Regions from separate parts of the Sus scrofa genome. Here region 2 is linked to region 1. The links are chromatin contacts, called in public Hi-C maps. All regions are on one chromosome and are shown on one strand. Each heading gives the region's core, a stretch centred on a gene start, on an enhancer-like site or on the middle of the called end of the contact. The rest is flanking DNA. Distances are from core to core; before and after follow the strand shown.

What was found. Hi-C and Micro-C count contacts between places; a contact is called where the count stands out from the background.
Region 2: a contact with region 1 is called in a Hi-C map of mesenteric adipose tissue, with 1.6 times the contacts expected there. The contact joins two enhancer-like sites. A contact is called at or near these places in 4 of 47 Hi-C or Micro-C datasets (embryonic fibroblasts, mesenteric adipose tissue, skeletal muscle and 1 more) and 1 of 2 datasets of contacts at active chromatin or transcription factors (skeletal muscle).

The regions. Positions count from the first base shown.
Region 1 is chr7:91,669,444-91,674,309 of Sscrofa11.1, reverse strand. The region is part of intron 8 of RAD51B (DNA repair protein RAD51 homolog 2); the gene reads right to left. Among named protein-coding and RNA genes, the nearest start is that of RAD51B, 79 kb to the right of the region's middle. Within about 2 kb of position 1,344, at least 4 of the 83 cell types and tissues checked have an H3K27ac peak or open chromatin away from gene starts, as enhancers often do. A contact at or near this core is called in mesenteric adipose tissue, where this site is marked.
Region 2 is chr7:92,028,822-92,034,326 of Sscrofa11.1, reverse strand. All of the region lies in intron 9 of RAD51B (DNA repair protein RAD51 homolog 2), which reads right to left. Among named protein-coding and RNA genes, the nearest start is that of RAD51B, 440 kb to the right of the region's middle. Within about 2 kb of position 3,541, at least 26 of the 83 cell types and tissues checked have an H3K27ac peak or open chromatin away from gene starts, as enhancers often do. A contact at or near this core is called in mesenteric adipose tissue, where this site is marked.

The DNA of each region.
Region 1 (4,866 bases), core at 95-2,594:
ATCCTTTTGACCTATAAACTGGGTTCTAGACAGAGTACATGGAACCTTGGGGAACACAGAAACAGGGCATTCAGGTCGTGTGAAAAGATTTCTCCATTATTTTTATTATATTTCAAAAAATTAGAGTAAATAAAATTTTAAAATTGATGGATGAATAGATACTAAACAGACAGAGAAATAATTTGGCTGAGTATCAGTTTTTCTCCCACAATTTATCCTAAGTATATGCTTCTAATAAATTAAGACTGGGAAATGTTTACTCAAATATCTTGATTTTTTTAAACTATGTAACATTTAATAGATACAAATGAATATGCATACTATGTAGGTTATGAAGCATAATGCTAAAACATATATCTATGAACCCATCACTCAATTTATAAATTAGAATATTCCCAAACCCAGTGAAGTTATACACGGGCCCCTCCTGAATCCCATCTCTCTGCCTCCTTCCCAGTGATCATCAATATTCTAAACTGTGCATCTATTTTATTCTTGTCTGTCATACAAATAGTTTTTATCACGGGTGATGGAGTATTCAAATATATTTTCTAATCCCCCTTTGTGTATACTTAGACATTGGGAAGAAAAAAAATATAGTAAAGTCCTTACCTCAATGTATTCTAAAAAAAATTATCTATCTGTATGCCTATCTTTCCCCAAATGTAAGTACCTCAAGATCAGAATTACACTTCTAACTTCCCAGTACCTAGCAAAGTGATAGGCACAGAATAAGTGCTAAAAAATTATTTTTCAACTAATCTTTCAAATTGAAGCCCAAATGCCCTAAATGTTTTGCAGTCAAATCTGGCCAACAATAAATAAATTGTTCCTTTAATCATCACCTATCCTATCCCTAGGAACCCAGGACCAAGTTTATCCTTTAGGCAATGAATCAAAATAACAGTCACTACATTACCTCATCACACACTAGATAAAATCTAAGGTGGTACTGAAATTGTCAAATGAGACTATTTCCTCTAGAGTCACAGAGTGCTGACTCCTTAGTCTGGGAGAGCACATCATCACAATGAAAGATTAATAGTATTTGAGCTACATTTAACCAGAGATGCCAACAAGACATGGAGGCATCAAATGTTTTCTACTTTAAGGCAGCATCATCTACAAAACAAACCATACACAAATTGATGGAGAAGCCCCTGCTATTTGACAGCAAAGAGTTTCACCACCACCTTAAATATTATGTACTAAACACAAGTATCTTGGGGGCTACGTTCTGTTTTTTTAGGGCTATACCTGCGGCATATGGAGGATTCCAGACTGGGGGTCAAATTGGAGCTGTAGCCACCGGCCTCTGCCACAGCCACAGCAACACCAGATCCAAGCTGTGTCTGCGACCTACACCATAGTTCATGGCAGTGCCGGATCCTTAACCCACTGAGCTAGGCCAGGGATCAAACCTGCATCTTCAGTGATACTAATCAGATACGTTTTCGCTGAGGCACAACAGGAACTCTGGGGGGCTGTGTTCTTAAGGACAAGCCAACACCTTCAATTATGTCACCATTATTCAATATGCTTGATTACAAATCTGTCTCTCAGCTTGGAAGAATAAAAGTGACAGTTAATGCCATTTTGGATTCAAAATTATCTTGTGCAACCTCCCCCAAAAGTTAGAAAACTTTCTGACTCATCTTCATTCTGAACAAAGCACAAGATTAAGATTAAGAAGATCCAAAATATCTTTCTGGGTGTGGAGAGGAGTCAAGAGAGAATGTGCCAGAAGAACTTAGGCCAGTCTTTAAGATATCAATCTAAAGGATCTTTCTAAAGAGGTAACAGTACTGTTATTCAAAAAAATTTAACAGGTACACTTTAGGAAGCAAAGTTTGGGGAACTGTTCATGGAAATAAGTGTTATCTATAGTCTAAAATTTCAAACACTCAACACAAAAAAGAAAAGAAAAAAAACCCACTCCTCTGTAGCTATCATCTGCCACATATGATCATTTCTAAATTTATCTCAGTCAACTTTAGAAATAGCTTCATCATTGCCAGTGCACTTTGCTAGCAAGCTGAAGGTGTGGTAAAGGGACCAAGGATGTTCTCAAATGGCCCACAGGGAAACACTGGCAGCGATCATAACCATCTCAGTCCACTCCATGTTCACAGGAGCAGTCCACCTGCCCAATTACAGTAGAGAAACATGATGGAGACACTGCATTTCCTCCATATACCTACCCTCCATCGTCTAAAGAGGAGTTCTATAGCCAAAGAGCAACCCTCCCTCTACCTAAAGTCAAAGAAAGACAACAGCTTGTAGCACAATGACGTTGATCCATTGTGAGGACATTTCTCTGATGAGGATTTGACTAAAGTAGGACTACTGTCATCCCTGGTGGAACCAGTGGGCCCTTTATTGTTTTTTGTTTTGTTTCAGGCTATAGCTCTAATTTTTTATGGTTCACATTGCCTGAACCATAAAAGAGGGAAGCAACTATTCCTGTTTGTTTGTTTGTTGAAACTTTATTTGCCTCAATGATTAGAAGACTTTGGTAAATGCGTATGTACATGTGAAAAGAATATGCATTGAATACAGTGATATATGTACACATATACACACATACATATGTATTTGTATATATACACACACATACATATATATAATGACGTACAATCATTAGGTCAAATTGGTTGGTCATTTAGTTCAAATCTTCTTTTTGTGTGTTTTTAAAAAATTTTTTTATTAAGTTGAGGAAATAACTATTCTTTTCATAACTATCCCAACCCCCAGCATTTCTCTACCAGTTTGTAACCAGGATAACATAAAAACAGTAGGAAGAGGACATTAAGTTTCTTGTTCTTTTGGGAGGTTTAAAGTCTTGGGCTAGTAGGTGTTCTGTGAGAATCGTTCTACACGAAGATGGGTTTTTGTGTGTGTGTGTGTGTGTTTGTGGGAGAAGGTGAGTGCCACATCTAACTCCTCTGCTATTTTAATCCACCTGAAGACATTATGTTTCGCTCTTAGTAGTTTAGCTCTTTTAGGGCTTCCTACAATTGCATTCCATATTGAGTTAGGGAACAGCCTTGAGGATCAATAAAAGACAATTGTCAACAGCCTGTTCATCCCCTTTATGGCAACCTACCTGATACAACAAGCACACACACTGCAATAAATCTAAACCATCTTATTTTATCATCTTGTAAATACTGCATTTGTACGTACATAAATATATGTATGCTTCAAAGAAGCAAGAAAGTGAAGAGACATAATGGGAGAAAATATTTGAAAATCAAGTTTATAATAAGGGATTTATATCGAGACTACATAATGAGATTTTGTGACTCAATAATAAAAAGACAAATAATCAAATTTAAAACATGCAAAGGGTTTCAATAGACCTTTCCCCAAGGAAGACATATATTTCTGGTTAATGAGCACATGACAAGATTCTCAGCATCTTTAGCCATTAGGGAAATGCAGATCAAAACTGCAATGAGACAGCACTTCACACTCACTACTAGGATGGCTATAATTAAAAAATTTTTAAAAAGACAAGGGTTGACAAGGACATGAAAAAATCAGAACCTTCATTCGCTGCTGATGAGATTGCAAAATTGTGCAGCCACTTTGAAAAACAGTTTGGCGGCTACTCAAAATATTAAGCACAGAGTTGCCATAAGACCCAATAATTTTACTCCTAGATATGTAACCAAGAGAAAGGAAAACACATGTGCACACAAGAACTTGTACACAAATGCTCATAAGTGCATTATTCCTAATATCCAAAAAGGGGAAACAAACCAAATGTCCATCGATTGATGAATGAATAAACAAAATGAGGTCCATCCAAACATGGCATATTATTTGGCAATGAAAAGGAATGAAGTACTGATAAAATGCAACAACAACATGGATAAAATTTGAAAATATTATGATAAGCGAAAGAAGCCAGTCACAAAAAATTATGTATGACTCCATTTTTATGAAATTTCCAGCACAGGCAAACCCATAGAGACAGAAACCGGTACTAAATTGCCATGCGTTGGGGGAGGTAGAAATGGAGAGTGACTATTACTAGGTATGGGGTTTCTTTAAGGGGTGATGAAAATGTTTTGGAATTAGATAATGGTGACAGCTGCACAAATCTGTGAATATGCGAAAGAAAAAAAAAAAGAAGCCCACTGAATTATCTACTTGAAAGGGGTGAACTGTATGGTATGCTAATTACACTCAATAAAGCTGTCTCAAAAAACATTTCTGTTATTTGAAGGCTTTTCGTAATGTGTTCTTTATAAAATAGCAAGTATTTTGAGGACTATAATGATACATCTATTTGGCGATATGTATTCTTGAATATAAAAGCTCTGGCACTCAATAAATAAATGTTGATCTACTGACACTAATTTCTGCATAGTAGAATTCACCCACAGTGAAATCCATCTCCCTATCTTTCACTTCTCTACTCAATCTCGACTCAATTCCACTGCACATCTTTGTAAGAGTCCTCAGCCAGCCCTAGACGCTGAAGTAGTTAATAACAGGTGCCATCAGTCCCTATTACTTTAGAAGTGAAAAATTAGAAAACTACAGCTGGGCTATTATCCAAGGAAAAACAACAGAATACAGCAGTAAAAATTAAGAGTTGTATTTACAGAATTTCCAGACAAATCTATCTCTATCTTATGACTGGAGTATTTTCTGGTTATCTTTGAAGGTGTGTTATATCTTTTTTTTTTGGCCATGCCTGAAGCATACGAAGTTCCCAGACCAGGGATCAAACCTGCACCAAAGCAGTGACCCGAGCCACAGCAGTGACAATGCCAGATCTGGATCCGCTAGGCCACCAGAGAACTCCGAAAGTGTACACTATCTTATACTTCAAGGTATTTGTCTATACACTCT
Region 2 (5,505 bases), core at 2,292-4,791, 360 kb before region 1:
CATTTATCACTGGGTGCAGAACACAGCGACCAGATTTCCTGGAAGTAAAAAAAAAAAAAAAGGCTTTTTTCCCCGAATTTTCTCTTGACGTAAACCATTATCTATTTGCAAGAGAGGAGAAAAAAAGGGGGGCATACACATATGTTAGAACCTCCAGTCTTTCCAGTGGCCACTGTCTGCTTCCCAAATGCCCTGCTTATTAAGTCTCATTGTTTTATTTTCCAATTTCCCCTTCAGAAAAAGCTGCTTGTGGGTAGTGTGCTAAAAGTGATTTTGTTAGATTTCTCTCTCTCTCTCTCTCTTTTTTTTTTTTCTTTTTTTACTGGATTACACATTGGGCTGCCACTGACAAAGCAGACATGACAGCAACACCCTGCATTTCTCCACTCACAGAAACTCACAGTCTTTCTGGAAAGACTAAGTCCCACCCATACAAAGATGAGGTGTGCAGGGTTGGAAAAGTGGGACATGAGGAAGGAAGAGGCCGTGGGAGAAAGGTCACTCTTTGAACAGGTTCATCTCAATACATGGTCTGACGAGAGATGAGGTCTCCCGGCTGCGAGGCCAACATGGCGGAAAATGTCTCCAAGGAGAGGCTGCGCCATGACGGCCGTGCCTGGGGAAAGTCTGTGAGGGAGGAAGGGAAATTACTCGAAATGGGGTTCAAGTGAGAAGAAGCCAGAGAAACGGCTGGAGCCTGGTTCAAATAAGCAAGGCTGCTCACCACTTTGCAGGGTTTATTTTGCTTTTAGACAAACGAGCTTTCCTCAGAGAGAAAGGTGATCTGCTTTTTCAGAAGACTGCCCCCTTCCCTCTCGCGCTCAGCCTGACTGGTCCCCCCTCAAGCACTGAGACCTACAGCAGGGTTGACAAGAGTGCAGCGTCCTCCCCCCAGTATTACGGGAATCATATCGGTCCTGCTGTTTTGGGACTTTGTGGCTTCACAAAAAGCACAAGCAAAGAGGATGAAAATGGAGACCGTATCAATACCCACTGGACAAAAGGAAATCACGTTTTGGGTGCCTGAGGGGGAAATAGCCACAAAGTTTTGATGTGATCCTTGCAAGCCCCGAGGGAACAGGGTATCTGCTCTTACGCCCACCCAATGGAAGGTGCCAGGGGAGGAAGAACTTAAGGCAGGAGAGGCGTGGGCAGCCTCATAAAGGCTTTACCTGGGAGCCAGCTATGAGGCAAGAGACTGATTCAAAACGAATTTATTTTTACGATCTTCAAATATAGAATGCAGGAATATAAATGAAAGAATGCCCATGCCTGACTATGGCTCCAAATTAATGTAACATACAGCAGAATCAAACAACACCTTAAATAAAATTCTTCATATTCATCAAATTATGTTTCCCCACAAGAGCCAGTCAAGTTAATGGACATACATCACTTGGTATGTTGAAAAATACTCCTTATGTGATACCACCACATTTAACTGAAATTCTATAAGCCTCACAGCTAGAATAACCATTTCCCACGATTATCCATTGCTTTTGGTTGGAGGAACTCATCCTGCTGGTATCCAAAACCAGCGGCCCGTGTCCGTTCCCTCATCACATCTCCGGCAAAGATCCTACCTCTACCATTAGTCAGAATGTTTTACAGCAAACGATGCTGCATTGCAAGATGCTCCTTCAGCAAGATTTAATACAAGTGATTGCCGTCTTCATTAATGTTGTTGTTGTTGTTAGGAAAATACTGTGGAATGTTCCGAGTGCAGATCGAGAACTCCATGCCCCAGCATGGAGTGGCCTGGAGCAGCAAATCTCCAGGCACCTTTATCCACCCTCTGATTTTCATCTTCCAACATAATAAAAGTGAAATCTAGCAAGAACTGTTTGGCTTTATGATCTGGGAAGATACACTGTTGCTTAATGTTGCATTGCATTCATCTTTTGCCCTTTAGTGCTCTCTACTCCGTGATTCTCCTTTATCCCTACTCAAAAATAGTTGTTCTTTACCCTTGAGCCTGCCGTTTTCTGTCCCAGAGCCCTGAGCGGTATGGCCGGGGAAGAGGGATGACCCCTCTGTGGTTCATTTCACTGCCAGGACCAGTGCCAGTGGCTTGGCTTCTACTTTAATAACGGGAACGTGGGCAGCAGAGACCACATCTGACGAGGCTGCTCAGCCTCAAGGTCTTCCCCATCAGGCAGATGCAACAGAGCTGCCTTTTGCAGTGGAGAACATGAGCTATCTTTTATGCTCTCTTCGTCAAAAAGGAGTCTTGCTGGAAGAAGAGCTTCCCAGTCCATCGGCAGGACAATTCACTACATAACCTGTTCGTGTTTCTCAGAACTGAATTGCGGAACACCGCTCTTCAGGGGCACAGGGACATCATAAAACAGAGTGACACTGCATCAAAGATATGTCCATGGGTCTAGCAGCAAAATAAGTCATGTCAGGAGAGAGCAGCAAGGATTTTTTTTTTCTTCCTCTCAATATTGCCTATGAGCCTAGATCAATGGCATCTTTTCCAATAGAAAGTGCATTTGGTTTCAATTCACTTTCCAAACAGCAGAGACTAACCCTTAGCAAGCTGGAGAACATTAAGCTCCATTGTTCAGGCTGAGGATGACTTACTTGGGTTTACTTGGGTGGCAGGAAGCAGAATGGTCTTTTCGCTGGAGAAGAAAACGCCTGTGGGTAGCAAACCTCATTGCCAAACAGCCTTTCTTTCTTTATATTTTTTTCTTTCTGACAGCAAAGTAAAAGCAAAGAAGCATCTTGTATCATAGCACTGGAAGGGACCTCAAAAAATCGTCTCACTCAGCCACCCCTAGAAGATGTTTGTTTCTTAAATAATTATAGAAACTCCAAGGCATTGTGATTTAATAAGGTCTAAGGGTACCGCAAAGGATTTTATAAATGATTTTCGTTAAGCCCCTTGTGGAGCCTTTTATTATCTTAAATAATGAGAAAATGAATGAGATTCTTTCAAATTTGGCAGCTTTTAAGAATTTAGAGGTTGTTGAGTGGAAAAGGTAGGAACAGGATCCAAGTGGTGCTCTTCTGGCCAAAGAAAAATACCTGTGCCCTGGTTCATGTCTCAAACAACCAGAAACCCACGTTCCATCACTGCAATTACTCAGAAACATGCTGCCAGTTGCATTTTTTTCTCTCTGACTGACAGAAAGGATGGCACATTGGATAGGCTAATACAAGGGAAGAATTCCGACGCACAAAATATCCTAATGAAGGGTCCTCCAGGAAAAAGAAAACAAAAACCACCCAAAGGGCAAATTATGTAATTCTACCCTTGTATTATTTAGAAAAATGGCAATGGCGATGGGGCGGAGGCAGGGGGGGCGGCGCGGATACCATCCACGGTATGTTCCTCGAGCACCTCCAATCAAGGGCTCTAGCCATTTAAAAACATGTTTCCTGGCTTCAGACTGGCTATAAATAAATTTAATAAGCATGGAAAAAAAAAAATCCCTGCATCATTTACAGTTCTCTCGCAACTACTCCAGCTGACAAAAATCCAGTCCAGATGTTTGTTTTGCAAGAACAACAGCAAGAGGGTGAACTTCCATCTCGAGTATGAAAGTCCCAGAAGAGAAGAGGATGAGCTTGAAGAGAAAGGGACTGGCTGGGCTGGCGGGGAGGGTGTGGACAAACCTGGCTTGATATGAATTTCACAGACACTCGGTAATTAATTTATTTTGTGTGGAAGAAAGCCAGTTTATTAGCCTTTCCCCTGTCTCATCACCCGTTTCAAAGCCACAGGGGCTTGGCTGATGAAGCCTGAAATGGTTGTTTCATAACCTTTGCTTTTAAATTAAACAGATGACCTCAGATTTTGGAGCCGTTGTTGACTCAGGGGAAAGTATGCCATTAAAAGTGTGCCAGAAACAGATTTAATTGGTACAAGTCCCAAAAAGTGCTCGAAAGAGCACAGGCTTCCCGAATATAGGTTTCAGGGAAATTACTCAAAGGCCGCACAGCTTTGTCAGAATTTGAGCTGTGGAACAAGGCAGCTGAAAGACTCCGTATCAAAAGGGTAAATTCAATTCAGGAGATATTAATCTGATTACCTAAGCAAGGCCGTGAATCGGATATGCTCCATTGTCCGCTCTCGTTCAACCTGGACAGCTGGAGGAGCCAATGGCTTCCTTTCCCCGACATAGAATTAAGTTTTAAGAGATGATCGGGTTACAGAGACAACGTTTTAAGAAATATTTCATTCAGGAGTGGCATTTACAGTGCTCGTCTGTTGCAAGAGACATTGTTCACTTTACTTCCTTGAGCCACACTGGAGAGCGTGGGGATCAGGGCCTAGGGGCTTGGTGTTTGCGTTTCAGGCTACAATAAACGCCCTCCATGCACCTGCCTGGAGGAAAAACCAGTCCAGCCGCCTCCCAGGACAAAAGGGCCCTGTATTAAGTGCTGAAAACCCAGACGTGAACTGACCCTGGCAAATTCCAGCTAGGAAAAAAAAAAAAAAAAAAAAAAGCAATATTTTCATCCAGTCCAAGAGAAGCTGTCATGGAGGTTTCTGAATTTCCTTTCTCATCCCCACTCAGCCTGAACAACAGACATCACCTCCTTTCTCATGAGTCTCCTCGCCTTTCTAGACTCCTTTCCTAATGGCGAAATGCTTTGCCTGGCGCACCATGACCTGTCCTCTAGTGAGCAACACGCACTTTCCTGCTTTTTGTCCACCAGGCCCTTCCTACTGAAATCTTATTCGGGTTATTACGGACATGCAAATACATCCTCCCAAAGAGACAGCATGACTGACAATGTGTTTTCCATGATGTCCTGAGTACACCCTTCCCACCAACTCCAAGTGAACTTAATGGCAAGAATGTTTATCAGCAGGGAAAAGATCAAGATTATAGTTCCCAGAATTCCCTGGTGGCTCAGTGGGGTAATAATCTGGTGGTGTTACTGCTGTGGCACAGGTTCAATTCCTGGCCTAGGAACTTTGCATTCTACGGATGCATCCAGAAAGACAAAAAAAAAAGATTATAGTTCCACCAGGCCCATCGTGGTCCGTGATGCCAGTTGGTCACAGGCCATGGCAGGCTGGTCATGCAAACCAACTGTAGATGACTTCCTCTGGTAGAGCTGTTCAGCTCGGGCTTGTTCCAGTTCGTGCCTGGAATCAATCATGCTAGTCTCTGCTGAGCTGTGTATTGTCATGAAGCAAAGTGATTTCTCACAAAATCTGAAACCCAACCAGATGAGGCATGGACAACTTTGCCCAGGGTCGCAGATAAATAAACTAAGAAGGGCAAGGTGGTTACCTCAGCCTGAGAATGTAGATTTGGTTACAAAACCAGAAAAGGATCCATGAATTATAATCTCTTACTTCTCTAAGCCAACCTTGAGTAGAGGGCAAGATTGATTAAGTCATGATTTTGGTATTATTTAAAACTACCTTAGGAGTTCCCATCATGGTTCAGTGGTTAATGAACCCTGCTAGTATCCATGAGGATGCGGGTTTGATCCCTGGCCTCACGCAGTGGGTTAAGGATCCGGTGTTGCTGTGAGCTG